2 separate regions of the Hordeum vulgare genome follow, and region 2 is linked to region 1. A link is a contact called in public Hi-C data. All regions are on one chromosome and are shown on one strand. Each heading gives the region's core, a stretch centred on a gene start, on an enhancer-like site or on the middle of the called end of the contact. The rest is flanking DNA. Distances are from core to core; before and after follow the strand shown. Region 1 holds the start of LOC123427088. Region 2 has its middle 56 kb from the start of LOC123427091.

The links. Hi-C and Micro-C count contacts between places; a contact is called where the count stands out from the background.
Region 2: a contact with region 1 is called in a Hi-C map of leaf, with 2.1 times the contacts expected there. The contact joins the enhancer-like site here to the promoter of LOC123427088 in region 1. A contact is called at or near these places in 3 of 6 Hi-C or Micro-C datasets (leaf and seedling).

The regions. Positions count from the first base shown.
Region 1 is chr2H:538,648,257-538,655,791 of MorexV3_pseudomolecules_assembly, reverse strand. LOC123427088 reads right to left here and starts at 2,076. Exons shown (of 1, transcript XM_045111041.1): 1 at 1-2,076. The coding sequence starts at 1,794.
Region 2 is chr2H:538,753,043-538,760,594 of MorexV3_pseudomolecules_assembly, reverse strand. No RefSeq gene overlaps it. Among protein-coding and RNA genes, the nearest start is that of LOC123427091, 56 kb to the left of the region's middle. Within about 2 kb of position 4,879, at least 1 of the 3 cell types and tissues checked has open chromatin away from gene starts, as enhancers often do. A contact at or near this core is called in leaf, where this site is marked.

The DNA of each region.
Region 1 (7,535 bases), core at 827-3,326:
GAGGCCAGCACATGCAACCAAGCTAAAACCAAATGTTGCCCAAGGAGCTGTTCGGAAAGGTCGGTTGTGCTTCTGCCTCTTTTGCATTATTTCATAGAACGACGTCCGCATCGCCAACAAGCTAGTTCTCTCTACAGATGATATTACAGTGTGTGTCACGGCCCGAATCTTCTCTGCTGAAGCTGTGAATTGTAAAGCAGATGACTTCGAACCAGCACTAACCACGCCATGAGAGAGGAGCTTGCTTAATACAATGCCGGCATGCCTTTGCAGCTGCATTAAGCCATACTTTAATATCACTGGAGTTTTATAAGGAGCCAACTTAAGAATGGCAGATACCTGGATAGTTTTTGACAAAGATGAAAAACCAAGAATAGCTGTTCCTCCCGCACCAACTGCGACCACAGGCTTCTCAGCTATCCAGCTCTTTTTATCAGTGTTGTCCAATGGCACCTCGTTGTTATCACTCTCATTTTCGCTCTCATTTTTGTTGCCATAATGATTGAAGCAACTGCCGGCTAATTGTGTGATCTCCGAAGGAACAGGAGTGTTCCAGTGACGCCTTATTCCAGCTAAGCAGCTGGCATCAACTATAGCTACCACAGAACCAAACTCCCTTAGTTGACTTCTGAGAGCTTGAACAAGAAGAATGTGGCACTTTTCCTCAGAAGGGAGCTCTGCAAAATCCAACTTCTCCAAACTATGATTATCCCTAGTATTAATGCGGCGTCTTCCTGCATTGTTTAAACATATTCTGAGAGCCTCTATCGCAATTCCAAATACATAGACATCAGATAACATTTCACTGCAAACTGGCTTCCCCTTGTGAACTTCAGTGAGCAACATCTGCGCAGAAGCCATAGCCTTCCCAATTGAGGGAATTTCAACAAATATCCCATAAAGGTCAGAGAGCAAAGGGTAGACAGTCTGCGCAAAAAGTGGAGGCTCGTATCTGTCGGCTGGCTTACATTCTGACAGTCCGCACTCCGCAACAGCATAGGAAGAGATAGCTTGGGACAACAACAAGTTAGCAGTTGGAGCTAGCGACTTCATGAGCTGTCCTCCATAATCATCCACAAGGCATGTCTTCCTGACATGGGAGCTTACTGCTGAAGTGGCACTCTTAGGGAGCAAGCAGTTACTCTGTAACTGGAGACCAGATTTATCATCCATGGCACTCTGAGGGAGAGAGCAGCTAGTCTGCGATTGCTGAGCTGAGTTATCGCCCGTACTATTTCCGTTGCTCGATCCACCGGCATTGCAATTCTTCTCATACGGAGAGCCGAGCAAGAGAAAATGTGACTCTGTCTCCTCCGCAGCTCTCTTGGCAGCCAATAGGTGGCCGTAGAACCCGACACCAAAGATCTCCCGCAAGACCTGGCAAGCAGCGGATTTCACATAGTGATCTTTGCTCTTCTTCTCCGTGATGCAACGCTTGATCACCTGGAACGGCGACGCCGGCACGCCGCCCGCTCCGCCTTCAGCCAGGCACTGCTCCTCGATCAAAACGTCCTCGACCTCTGTGTGCGCGACCTGGGTGATCACGGCCCGGGGCCGCACCGCCCTGATCAGATGGCCGGCGTCCAAAGCGGACTGCTCGGAGAGGTTCTGCGCCGCGAGGATGTAGAGCAAGCCCTGCGTCTCGGGCTCCCGGATCGCGAACACGAACTGCTTCGTCTCCTCCGGCACGGGGAGGGTCCGCACCAGCCGCGCGGACGCGCCCAGGTCGTCCTCCTTCAGGAGAGCCGAGAGCGGCCACAGGTTTTGAATGTACGAGAGCACCGCCGACGCCATGGCCGCCGCATCAGCGGTTGCTCCGCCGGCGACCCTCCGGGGAGAGATGTCGCTTCCGATCGAACGGGGAGGGCTGACTTGCCCCTTCTCCCCCTTATTCTGACCCTAGGAGCCTGATTCGGGGGGCGAAGGGGTGCTCCTAGGCCGCTTCTGCCCCCCGCTGAGACTCGCCGCCGGTGGTGGCGGCGGCGGCGGATGGCCGCGCAGGACTACGGGAATTTGGGTGGCGTGCGTGCGGCTTGCCCTAGATTTCTTTCTGGAACTCCTTTTTCTTTTCTTTTTCTTCCGTTTTCTCCTACGAGTTGTCAATCTTTGCTCCGGGCGCGCCGGGTCCTTTCCAGGCGCCGCTTGCACGGTCGTTTCGGTCGGTCGACATGGCTTGAGTGTTTGGTAAGGACTTGGTAAGGACGTGGGTGTATGGAGGTTACATGACGGCAAAAGTTTTGTACTACTCCCTCCGTTTCTAAATATAAGTCTTTTTAGATATTTCATTATTTAAGTACATACGGAACAGGATAAATGAACCTATACTCTAATGTATGTCTATATACATCCGTATATAGTTTTCTAATGAAAATTCTTAAAAGACTTATATTTAGGAACGGAGGGAGTAGTACTCAATTTATTTTGGCAAAAGTTTTGGGAAAATACTCTCGTCCAGTCGACCGATTTTTTTTGTCGCGTTGACCGCCTCCATCATCGTCGGATCTATTTCAGATCAGACTTCTAGGGAGTGTTTTCGTGACCTCCTCCTATTCTTTAACTCACACATGTTTCGAGATGCAGATCGAAACAAACGATCTGTTACAAGAAAAATTTGCAACAAGTCCTTTCTTAAAAAAGAATCATGACAAGACAAAGTAGTTGTTTCTGCAACGCGATCGTTGTTTCTGAAACGTGACCGTTGTTTTAGGAATTGTTTCTGCAACGGAGTCATTGTTTCAGAAATAGTTTCTGTAACGCGGCCGTTGTTTCTGCAGCGTGGCCGTTGCAAGATGACGCTGGACACGGGTCTATCGAGGTCGGGGCAAAGTGTTGCAGAAACTTCAGTTTAGCTCCTGCACGTCAGCGACGGGCTGATTTTGCTGTGGGTTGGCGGCGACACCGCGCGGGGCGCAGCTCTGCCAGGGCCGGAGAAGAGTGTCTAGTTTCTGCAACACACCGCTTATTGCGGGAAATAACGACTGAGCATGCGGGACGCGGACACTAGATCGAATGGAACAACCGACTATCAACTCAGGCATCCAACGGCTGTGGAGGCCACAAATAATTTTTAGAAATCAACCGGCGGACGCGTAGCGTTTTCCAAAGTTCTATATCAATTTATTCTGGGAAACACTACAAATCAGTTTTCCAAAGTTTTGTATCAATTTATTCTGGGAAGAACTACAAATCAGCCCGATGATCGCCTAACCAGCCATCCGATCAACTCGCTGGTAGCCATTGGATCAGAACAACAACACGACAGCAACGAGCAGCTTCGAAGCAACACCCTTGCAGCCTGACAGAGCTCCAACGCAGCACCGGCGACGTCCAGCTAGCCCTGTCGGAGCTCAAATGCAGCATCGACGGCTCCCGCGGAGCTCGATCCAACTCTGACCAAGCTTCATTGCAGCACCGACTGCTCCGACGAAACTTCATTTCAACTCCGACGAAGCTCCACTCAGCGTCGGCTATGCTTCTGGCGGCCCTGCGTTGCTCCATTGCAACTCCGGCGGTGTAGGATCATCCTTGCTACATTGCCGGTCGTCGTTGCCCCCTTCGATTTGCAGCAGCACAGCTGCTGCAACCACGAGAAAGAAACACGTCGACCTCGCAGCACGGGCGATGGTGCCCCTCGCAATATGACGGCGCTTCATCAACACCTGTTACAGCAAGGGCGCCTCCGCACCACCGGCTCGAAGCGCGGCGGCTGCGGCCATGGCGATGAACGCAACAGCAGTGCTCATGGGTGCTGCAAGGCGGGATTGCACGAGTGGGCGCGGTGCCGACGTAGTCTCGCGGTGTGATGGTTGGAGCGAAACAACCCCGATGACAGAGGAGCTCCATAAATCCATCCCGAGGAGCCACAGACTGGTGCTTCAATGGATCAGCATGTTGTTGCTAGGATGATCGCGCTCGCGTGATGATGTGACATGGGGAGCGCGACAAGGTCCAGCACCGGTAGCCGGTGCATCTCGCGTGGTGTTACATCTGGGCGGAGAGGCGGAAGAATGAGAGAGGTAGGACATGACTCTCAAACGTAAGAGATAGGGCAAAAGGAACGAGCGGCTTTGGATGTCTGTAGAAAACGGTGTGTGGTCCCCCACCGAAACGCGTGTAGGCGACGCATGATTTCTCGCAGAAATCATCCGTATGATTTTAAACTTTTTCCATTTATTTTTAGGTTTTTGGATAGGGTGTATGTTCTCTATTCAAGATGGTTCAAGCGAGATGCACAAAGAAACCTCTATCCATACCCACACGTGAACAACAAACAACCCAAACTGATTATGCATGGCTCCTCTTAACCCTCACCCACTCTTTCCCCGATGCATGAGAGGCCCGATGGACTACCCCCTCCTGATAATTTCCCTACCCTAGTCGCGAGAATCCCCTCGCCCTCATGGATCTCGCGACCATGGCGAAACCAGTCACCAGACCACCCCCACTTGCTACCGTTGCCTAGGTCACTAGTGGAAAACGGGCCTTTGGCCGGGACCCTTTAGTCCGGCCTGCCTCTAGGCCAGGACTAAAGGCCCGGCCACGTCGTCCCAATTCTCAATGCCTCCCTCGAGGCTTTAGTCCCGGCCCGTAAGGAGCCTTTAGTCCCGATTCGTGTCTCAAACCGGGACTAAAGGGCTACGCGGTGGGCAGCCCGCATGTGCGTCACCTTTAGTCCCGATTTGTGTCTCAAACCGGGACTAAAGTCCTCTGCCTATATATAGCACAACCCCCCTCTTCCCTCTTCCTTGCATTCTTTTGGATGGAGGATTGTGGGTGTGTGCTAGCTCTCCACTTTTTTTGATGCACTAGAGGTGTTTGTTGAAATGTGTGTTAGAGCGATGCCGCTTCAGTTCACCGAACACAACTACGATATGAGATGCCTGAGCCACGCTTAAACCTCTTCCTCTTTATTTCTACTTATTCTAAAAGGTTAGCAGCTATATTTCCTCGTTTAGACCGTGCGGTACTAATTTTTAGGATTGTGATTGTATTTGATATACTGTCGTATAACACAGATGAGCCATCCATGGATGTACGGTGATCGACGCACAGCCGCTTACAGAGAAGGCGTGCATTCTTTTCGAGATGCACCGATGCGAACAAGCATGGTGATGGCTATATGTTTTGTCCATGTGTTGAATCTCGGAATGAGAAGGATTACACTTCCTCAAGAGTCATTCAGAGCCACCTGCTTCGGTCCGGTTTTATGTCGGGCTATAATGTTTAGACCAATCACGGAGAAAGAGGTGTTATGATGGAAGACGATGATGAAGAAGAAGAGAACGATGATGACAACTATCGATCTATGTTCCCTGAGTATGCTGATACCGCAATGGAAGACAATGAAGAAGAAGATCAGGATGAAGAACGGGAACCAGATGAGCCCGCTGATGATCTTGGCCGGGTCATTTCTGATGCACGGCGAGGTTGCGACATAGAAAAGGAGAGGTTGCAGTTCGAGCAGATGTTACAGGACCACAACAAATTGTTGTACCCAACTTGTGAAGATGGCCAGAAGAAGCTGGGTAGCACACTGGAATTGTTGAAGTGGAAGGCAGAGACCGGCAAGGCAGAACCCCGGGGGAAGCCTGTCATCCGTACTGGTGCTGAAGTATTTGATATGGTCAAAGATTTAAAAGTAATCTTTGGAAAGGGTCCTAGCAGCCAACCTGTTCCTAACGGCCCTGATAAGCGTGTACCCATGTGGAAGAAGAAATCTATATTTTGGGAGCTACCCTACTGGGAAGTCCATGAGGTCCGCTCGGCAATCGACGTGATGCACCTGACGAAAAATCTCTGCGTGAATATTCTAGTCTTCCTGGGCTTGTATGGGAAGTCAAAAGATACACCGGAAGCACGGGAGGACCAGGAACGTCATAAAGGAAGAGATGGCATGCATCCAGGGCAGTTTCAAGGGCGTGCCAGCTACGCTCTTACTAAGGAAGAGAAGGAAATCTTCTTTGAAGTCCTTTTCAGTATCAAGGTCCCGACTGGCTTCTCGTCGAATATAAAGGGAATCGTAAATATGAAAGAGAAAAAATTCCAAAACCTAAAGTCTCATGACTGTCACGTGCTTATGACGCAATTGCTTCCAGTTGCATTGAGGGGAATTCTACCGAAAAATGTTCGCCTGGCAATTGTGAAGGTATGTGCATTCCTCAATGCAATTTCTCAGAAGGTAATCGATCGAGAAAGTCTATCAGGGTTACAGATTGATGTGGTCCAATGTCTGGTCAGCTTTGAGTTGTTGTTCCCGCCATCCTTCTTCAATATAATGACACACCTCCTAGTTCACCTAGTCGAAGAGATTAGAATTCTCGGTCCTGTGTTTCTACACAATATGTTCCTCTTCGAGAGGTTCATGGGAGTCTCAAAGAAATATGTTCGTAACTGTGCTAGGCCAGAAGGAAGCATCTCCAAGGGCTATGGAACAAAGGAGGTCATTGAGTTTTGTGTGGACTTTCTTCCTGACCTTAAGCCGTTTGGTGTTCCTGAATCTCGGTATGAGGGTAGGCTGACAGGAAAAGGCGCACTAGGAAGGAAAGCAAAATTATGTATGGACGGGCATTCTTTCTCTCAAGCACACTACACAGTTCTACACAATTCCACCGTGGTGGCTCCGTATATCGTGAGACACAAGAATATTCTACGCTCCGAAAACCCGGGGAAGGCTGACTCTTGGATTAAAGGGGAACACGAGAAGACTTTCGACAGTTGGTTGCAGACACATCTCATGAATGACGACATCGTTGGAGATGAGCTATACTGTTTGGCCAGGCCACCATCTTCAACTATATGTACTTTCCAAGGGTATGAGATAAATGGGAATACATTTTACACGGTTGCCCAAGATAAAAAGAGCACCAACCAAAATAGTGGTGTCCGCTTTGATGCAACAGACGAGAATGAGCACTGTTTGGAAACATATTACGGGTACATAGAGGAGATATGGGAACTTGACTATGGACATACTTTTAAGATCCCTTTGTTTCGGTGCAAATGGGTGAAGCTGACAGGAGGCGGGGTAGTTGTAGACCAAAAGTACGTCATGACAACAGTGGATCAACAATCTTGCGTACATGGACGAACCATTTGTCCTTGCCAATGATGTCGCTCAGGTTTTCTATGTGGAGGACATGTCTACAAAAACGAGAAAAAGAAATCAGCAAAAGAAGATATCGTCCGATGAGCCAAAACGCCACATAGTTTTTTCAGGGAAAAGAAACATCGTGGGAGTAGATGACAAGACAGACATGTTAGAAGATTATAATAAGTTTCATGAAATTCCGCCCTTCAAAGTGAAAACTGACCCAAGCATCCTACTGAATGATGAAGATTCTCCATGGCTACGACCCAGAAGAAAACAGAAATAATAGATAGGAATATTGGTGCAATAATGTAATAATATATTAAACCTTTTATGTAATGCATGTATGGAATGTACTAAATTTCAAACATTTTTCATTTTCATAGTTTTGTCAAATTCTCAAATACGCAAAAAGAATTTTAATAAACCTTTGTAAGAGATGAGTTCT
Region 2 (7,552 bases), core at 3,630-6,129, 100 kb before region 1:
AATCCTTCGAGCTAATGGATTCGGCGTTGCATGGTTAAGATGGGTGGCTAATTTAATACAAACAACAATCACTAAGGTTTTTGGTGAATGGGGTATCGTCAGAAGAATTTGGCATGCGCAAGGGCTGTGTCAAGAAGATCTGATCTCTCCGTTGTTATTTGTCATTGCATTGGAAGACCTCACATCAATCACTAGTCGAGCATTGGAAGAGGGAGTGCCAAGTACCTACACTGGGATATCATTGATGCAACATCTTTTCATATACATGGATGATGTAGCTCTGTTCGTAAGATCAACCACTCGATATGATCAGTTTGTCAGGTATGCCCTTGAGGTTTTCGTTGAGGCTTCCAGACTCCTTACGAACTACTCAAAGTTTTCTGCCATCCTAGTCATTGGAAATTAGGACGACAAAACAAGGGTAGGGAGATTACTAAATTGTATAATCAATGACATGCAAATACATCGGCTTGGAGTTGGCTATCAAGTAGCTCACTAGCCCCAAGGATATACACTTCATGATCAGACGAGACACTTTATACCGCCCTGTCACGGGGGTTTGATGCAACAATCTGGTTGCTTGGTGCTAGTCAAGTCTATAAATGCGGCGAGGCCGGTGCACCATTTGTTGGTCATGGACGCGCCAGATTAGGTGTTTGACGATATCAATGGTTGGATGCGATCATTCTTGTGGGCGGGAAAGGAGCCCGCAAATGGAGGACAGTACCTCGTGGTGTGAAGCAGGATCTACATGTAGACGTGCTTTGGTGGGCTAGGTATAAAGAGCCTACAAGTGCACATGTTGTTGGCACTTAGGACCTATTCGAATCCTCTTCGCTCCATAACTATAGATCCTAGAGTAGAGGGAGTTTCATCGTAATTTCGAGGAATGGCTAAAATGGGGCTCCTCGTTTCCTTTAAGTGCGGAGCAGTGTTTTGAATGACAGAGATACTGAATAGGCTCTTAGAGTGTGTTGGGAGTGGCTGAGGCAAACGGATCCGAAGAGGCCGTGGCAAGGTCTTGCACTAATGGTGGATAGCGAAGCTCGGTGATCTTCGACAACTTTGTTAGCATCACTATTGGGAAGGGAGATAAGGTCCTCTTGTGGAGAGATAGATGGATCCACGGGTTCTTAGTGAGAGATATAGCGCCTAGGCTCCATAGTCACATGGACACTACAACTAAGAACACTAGGATATCTCAAAGGCGTTGCTCAATGAGCGATGGACGCTGGATATCGAGTCTGACTCGTCTCTCATGACAATGCTGCAAGTGGTGCACCTGACAAACACCGACACACACCACCACCGCGGTCCAGAGTAATAACGAGGTTGATGACAAGTTTGCATGGCGTGCTGCTTCCACTGGTGTTTAGACAGCCAAGTCAACTTATGAGTGGCTATGCCAAGGATTGAGTAGATCACTCACAACACATAGCATTTCTAGGAGTTGGGCACCGCTTAAGTGAAAGATATTTGCATGGTTTGCGGTGTAATACAACTTTGGATGTGGCCAACCTAGACCTACCTTTGGCATGCTACACATGTTTACATGACGAGGACAATGTAGACCATATACTGGTGCAGTGTGTTTATGCTAGAGAGGTGTGGCATGCGGGCTTTGATTTGCTGGAGATCAACGTCAACATCGAGGTGACTCGCACATTTTTCGGATGGTGGCTAAGAGTGAGGACCGACGTGGTTTTGACTCTCTGCTAATCAAGACAGCATCGACGTTGTGGAGGAAAAGAAACAACAAGGTTTTCCACAAGCCCGAGCAGTTCAAGCTGCCTCTTGATCTTGCCGTGCAAATTCATGACGAGATTAGAGATTGGAAGCGTGTGGGTGTTAGTGTGACACGGTTAAGTCGTTTTGTGACGAGTTAGGCTTAGTTTATTTTGGTTGGTGTGGGAGCTTCCAGAATTCATGTTCGCATTGAACGTTGGACTTTTATACCCCCTCTGTCCAAGTGCATAAGGCGTCTTAGATAATTCAAGAATTTCTAAAGTGTTATGTGTAATTCAATTAAATGCCTCTCGTTTATCTCAACCGTCTCGTCCAATTTTATCTCAACCGTCTCGTCCAATTTTTACCCGTCTAAATCGTAGAGCTTTCTCTAAGACGCCCTATGCACGTGGATGGAGGGAGTAATCTATTTGCTCTTTTTTTATAAAGATATGGTATGCCTGTATTCTTGAAAAGAATATAAATTCCACTATGGAAACCATATGGTATGCCAGTATGTAGTTTAGTCCTAGTTGCAAATAGAACGTTTATTTCTGGTTCTTTTCACGTATGGAAACGATCTTGAAAAGAGCCGTCTCTGATGCTTTCGGATATTGTTCAACGCAAATCTTGTAAATGGGCGTTGGTAAGTCTTGTGTTAAAAAGAACACTCACACGTGCATTGCGTGTGGATTTCGGTCAAACGTGGTGACGTGTGTGCCTGTTTGGACGCAATACGGAGGGTCATGAACAGCCCATGGCACTTGTGACTAAAATGCGTGGCACAATAGACATTTGTGAGTCACACCAGATATTCGTGATGTGGAAAGAGTGGGTGAGGCCGTGAGGATAGAGGACCGCCATGTTACTCCCGTGTCATCCGTACCAAGAAATAGACAGGTGCTAGTACATTTGAGATTGTCGTTTACTTAAATAGCACCTGTGTGCTTCATCACAATACTTCATACAAACTAAGCTAGACAGCGCACCTCCAGACTTCGATGATAAACTATAAAGGAAATTAGGTTAGGTTGGCATCACGGAGGATCACCGAACGAACCACATGTCACGCGTCATCGTATATCACCAGCGCCCCACCATGGCTTCAACTCCTTAGCAACACACAATCGAGGCACACCCACGGACACGCCGGAGAAGCAGAGCCGACTACCACGACCAAGACCACGTCTCTGACATTGCTCATCACCGTCATCCTTGCCAGAGAAGCCCCTGTGCGTGTTCAGTCGTAGGAAGCACCACAGTGATCAAAGTCTTCAAGACGACGTCTTAAGAGGGGAACGTTGTTGAAAACGGCGCCACCGCGTGACCCTACAACAGGATCTGGGCTTTCACCCAAAGAAATTGGTCCGGGAGCAAAGGCTGTGAAATTCCCGACGATGCCTCCAAGAAGGATAAACGACGCCCACGGGCGCTGTCATCGCCGGCCGGCCAGCACCGGTTAGGCTTTCACCCGAGGTAGCCACTCCCACGCAGCAGACCGAGGTCGACCCGTGCCTCCAATCAACCGCGCACCCCCCGAACAACAAGCGCGCTAACACTTTGCAGGGCCACCAGCAAGCCTCCTCTACGACGAGCCTGCAGAGACCAGAACAGGTCCTGCACCCCGCATCCAACTGCGGCCGGAGCCTCCCTGCTCCACCAAATGGTGTCCGGGCACCACCAGCCGCCTAGCCATCACGTCACGCCCATCACAACGACCGTCTTTGCCCTGCCATCGTCGCCCGCGGCCGCGAGCCGGCCACAGGCACCATGTGCCGCCCCGCGCCAGATCCTCATAGCAATCCGCTCGCCGCACTTTCCTGAGCCGGATCCGTCGCCAAACGCTGCATCCGGCCACCACCTCCAAGTGGGCTCGCTGCAACAACAAGCCACGTGTGCACGCTCTGTCACACACCTCCCCTCCGCCTCGCGCGACGGCGACTGCACCAGATCCGCACAACCCCGCGTCGTCGGCTCCCGCCCGTGCCAGATCCACGCATGACAATGGCGCTGCACATCCCGACAGCACATCATCTGCCATGACAAAACCACGACAGCAGGCAAAACCTCCCCGCGAGCCATCGCCGGCGCACCAAGCCCCCGACCCGACCAACATCTTTCGCTCCCACCTCGCGCCCAGCCGCATGCGAGGAGCCGAGATTTGGGCGGAATGCCCCCACAACCCGAGCCACCTCCATCAGAGCGTCGTCACGGGCCAACCGTGCGCCAACTTCGACGCTATCGACACACGCCGCCGCGCAAGTCCTCACATCTGCCTAAGAATAGCATCCCGCCATGTCCATCCCACGGCTCGAGACCGACGAAAATGGCCCCGTCATTTCCGACGCCGCACGGGCTTTGCGCGGCGACGCCATCCGACGGTGGCGAGGGAAGGGGGGAGGGGAGACTGGCGGCAATAGCTAGGGTTTCCTTTCGGGCCGTCGCGGGAGTGGCGCGGGAGCCACCAGCAACTTTGCAAGTACCAAGTCTCCACATGAAATTTTAAGCTCGGTACTGGGAGAAACCGGCTATCGGAGGACTCCGCGGCATTGAAACCATTGCCTCGTCGGCATTAACCTGTGTCTTGCCGGATTTACATTGCTTCATAAATGATCACTACAACCACCAGAAGTCTTCAGGTCGTCAGGTCTGAGGCTTGATTCCACCTGTCATTCCCGTACCAGGATTCGCACGTCTGAATAGCACAGCCGCACAGTGCACCTGTGACCTTGGATAGCACGATCGATTGAGGTGGCAATATACATCTTAATCCTGTACGAAGAAACAAAACCGTCATCCCACCAAACAAAAGTTACTGTGCCTAATGACTTCCCTCCAGTCTCCCCCCTCACAATTGACAGGCTTCTCCGGCCATGTCCGGCGCCTTTCCTGGCGCCGGCGACCACTGCACCTGGGAGTTAGACACTCACAATCTGATGTGATTCTACGTGAAGGAAACACTCCGGCGATTCCATGACTCTGGGTGGGTGGTTGATAGTTTGACCCTATTCTTCTTCAATGGTCCATGGGATATAATGTATGATTCTCTTCTTTCGCTCTCACAGCTATTTTTGACCCCCTGTGCAGGGAGCACTGAGGAGCCACGCGGGTACAAATTCCGCGAATCATATCGGCTTGCTTTTGGCGTCGAAGCATCTGCGAAGCAGCGGCGGAGCTAGCTTGAGCATAATCAGCGAGTGGGCATCGCTTAAAGGGGAGTTGTTATATTTAGTTTAAGACGCGTGCTAGAGTAGTCTGCGGTACTTTCTGTAACGGAACGCATAATTGAGATGGCGATTATGTCCTGCGCAAAGATCTGCACTTGTAAAGGAGTCATCCCTAAAGAAGAAGACGAAAAAAAACGTCTACAACACCGTCGTGAAGACGCGATAAACAATACTAGTTTTCTGTGGAGGCCAACAACCAGCCGATGGCAATGTAAAAACGGCGAAAAACGTTGGTTTTAGCAGCCTTTTTTTATATCAAATTTAGCAGCCTTTCTTGTTTCAGAGTTGATCCTCGGCTGAATTGGTGGCAGCACGGAGCCTGCCCTTGGCGCCACGCGCCATTGAAGCTTGAAGACGACATCGGCTGCACATCGCTCATGCGTTACCTGGTGCGCACCATATCTCTTCTCTTCAAGTTGATAGCGGCGTGGAAGATGGTCGTGTCGCTCCGCTCTGGCCGCTGTCATCGGATCCATCCACGAGCCGGCTGTTTCTGCTCGGGGGTCAAGGCTCAAAGCATCCCTACGCACGTCCATAACCTGATATCTCCCTCTCCACAACGCAGCCAAACGGCTATCCGAAAAGGTCTCTGCGGATGATCACAGGAGCGGATAGAGCGGCGGGTGCCGCAGCCCATGAGGCCACGACCCTGGTCGTTGCGCGGCGCCTGACACGCAACGCATCAGGTGTCACGTACTGTATTTCTCAAGTAAGATGATCCTGGATGTACCCGTTAAATACATACAGGAAATGATGAAGACAAAGAACGTTTCATCTAGACAGAAAATTGGGGGATCTGTATGTAATTGTAAATAAAGAAAATCAAACGGGATTGTATAAGTTACCCGTTGTTCTCCCGTCCAAGCATTTTGCTAGCCCATTTCAAAAAAAAAAAAAACATTTTGCTAGACCCAAGACCAGAAAGAACGTGTTGGAATACATGTCTCTCAGGTCCCAGCTAGGTGATTCCCATAGAGGCAGGTTGGAATCATGTTGGCAATTGCAATCAATGAAGTAAAGAGGAGCATAAGATTCGCTCGAAGGAAAAGAATGTAAGAGAGGGGTAAATATTGATCGTTGGTAAGGTCAACGTGTGCTTTGGTGCGAGCTAGCGTCGTTTTTGCAAAATCCCTTAAAAGTTTGCACGAATCTTCAATTTATTTATAAGATGAGCACTTTCACGCGTTCACGATTAACTAATTCTAATATCTAGGGTCCTGATATTGCCCACACATGTGGGCGTTAAAAAAGTCTTCTCACATATCTCGTGTGGTGTGCAAAAAAAACAACTCACACGTCTACGTTTGGACAAAACATCTAACGCACACGCATCCGACCTTCTGCCTCGCGACCCGCACATCTGGCCTGTCACCTCGCGGCCCCGCAAGCCCCCGCGTGACACTTGTCATGGTTGCTGAACCGTGAGAACTGTTTGTTTAATTGCAATTGGCATGTCTGGACAACTACAGTTGCCATGACTGCTCAACTGCAGTCGTCATGTCTAAACTACTGCATTGCCATGTTACACTAGAAAGACATGACGATTGACAGACGTACGTGCATGTGGACGCGCGACAGCAGTTCCACTCAGTTGCCATGTAACACTAGAAAATACATGACAACTCACACGCGTGTGGGCGCGCGACGACAGTTCCACTTAGTTGCCATGTAACACTGGGAAGACATGACAAGTGACACGCATGCACGCACGGCAGTTTCACGCAGTTATCATGTAACACTAGGAAGACATGTCAACTGACACGCATGCGGGCACGATAGTTCCACTCAGTTGCCATATAACACCGGAAAGACATGACAAGTGACACGCATGCACGCACGACACGCGGACGATGCGCGCGACGCCAGTTCCATCACACGTCGGGTTGGCAGTCGTGAGCTCTGCGTGCACGAAACATGCGTGTGGACGAACTGATAAACGTCCACACACCAGCCCCTTCCTACGTGGCATAAAAAATCTCACAAAAATTGACAAGATTCGTGCAACCACAAACGGATGGCAATCCATGCGTGTGAACGGTTTGGAAAACACCTACACGCATGGACGTTATCTTTTCGGAATATCTATTTTCCCAACGCATCAAACAAGATATTAAAATAATCTAATATTTTTTATTGAAGGGCTATCTTATAGTCTTTACATTTGATCTGCATCAAAATATGTAAGTTGTTGTATGAAGGGCGTATGGAAGCAAAACTCATGACAACAAGGTTAATACAACCGCGTGATGGGTCATCTCAGGGTGGGCATAAAAACCGACGAACCGAAAACCGAACCGATGCCGAAACCGAATAAACTGAATTTTTGGTTTTTTATACGGTCACGGAAAAATTCGGTTTTGAAGTTCACTAACCGAACACAATTTGTTCGGTTCGGTGTTTATCCCGGTTAACCGAACGAACACCCAATAGACGTAAGCAAGCAGTGCAAAGCGAGGCTGTACCAAATCCCGTGTCGCTAGCGCCAGGAAACTACCAGGCTGCTGCCTCCGCGTGTGATACGATGTGGACCCTAATCCAGCACATGCAAAATGATTGAAGGCCCAACTCCACGTGAGCTGTTTTTTGCCCTATGTGCTCGT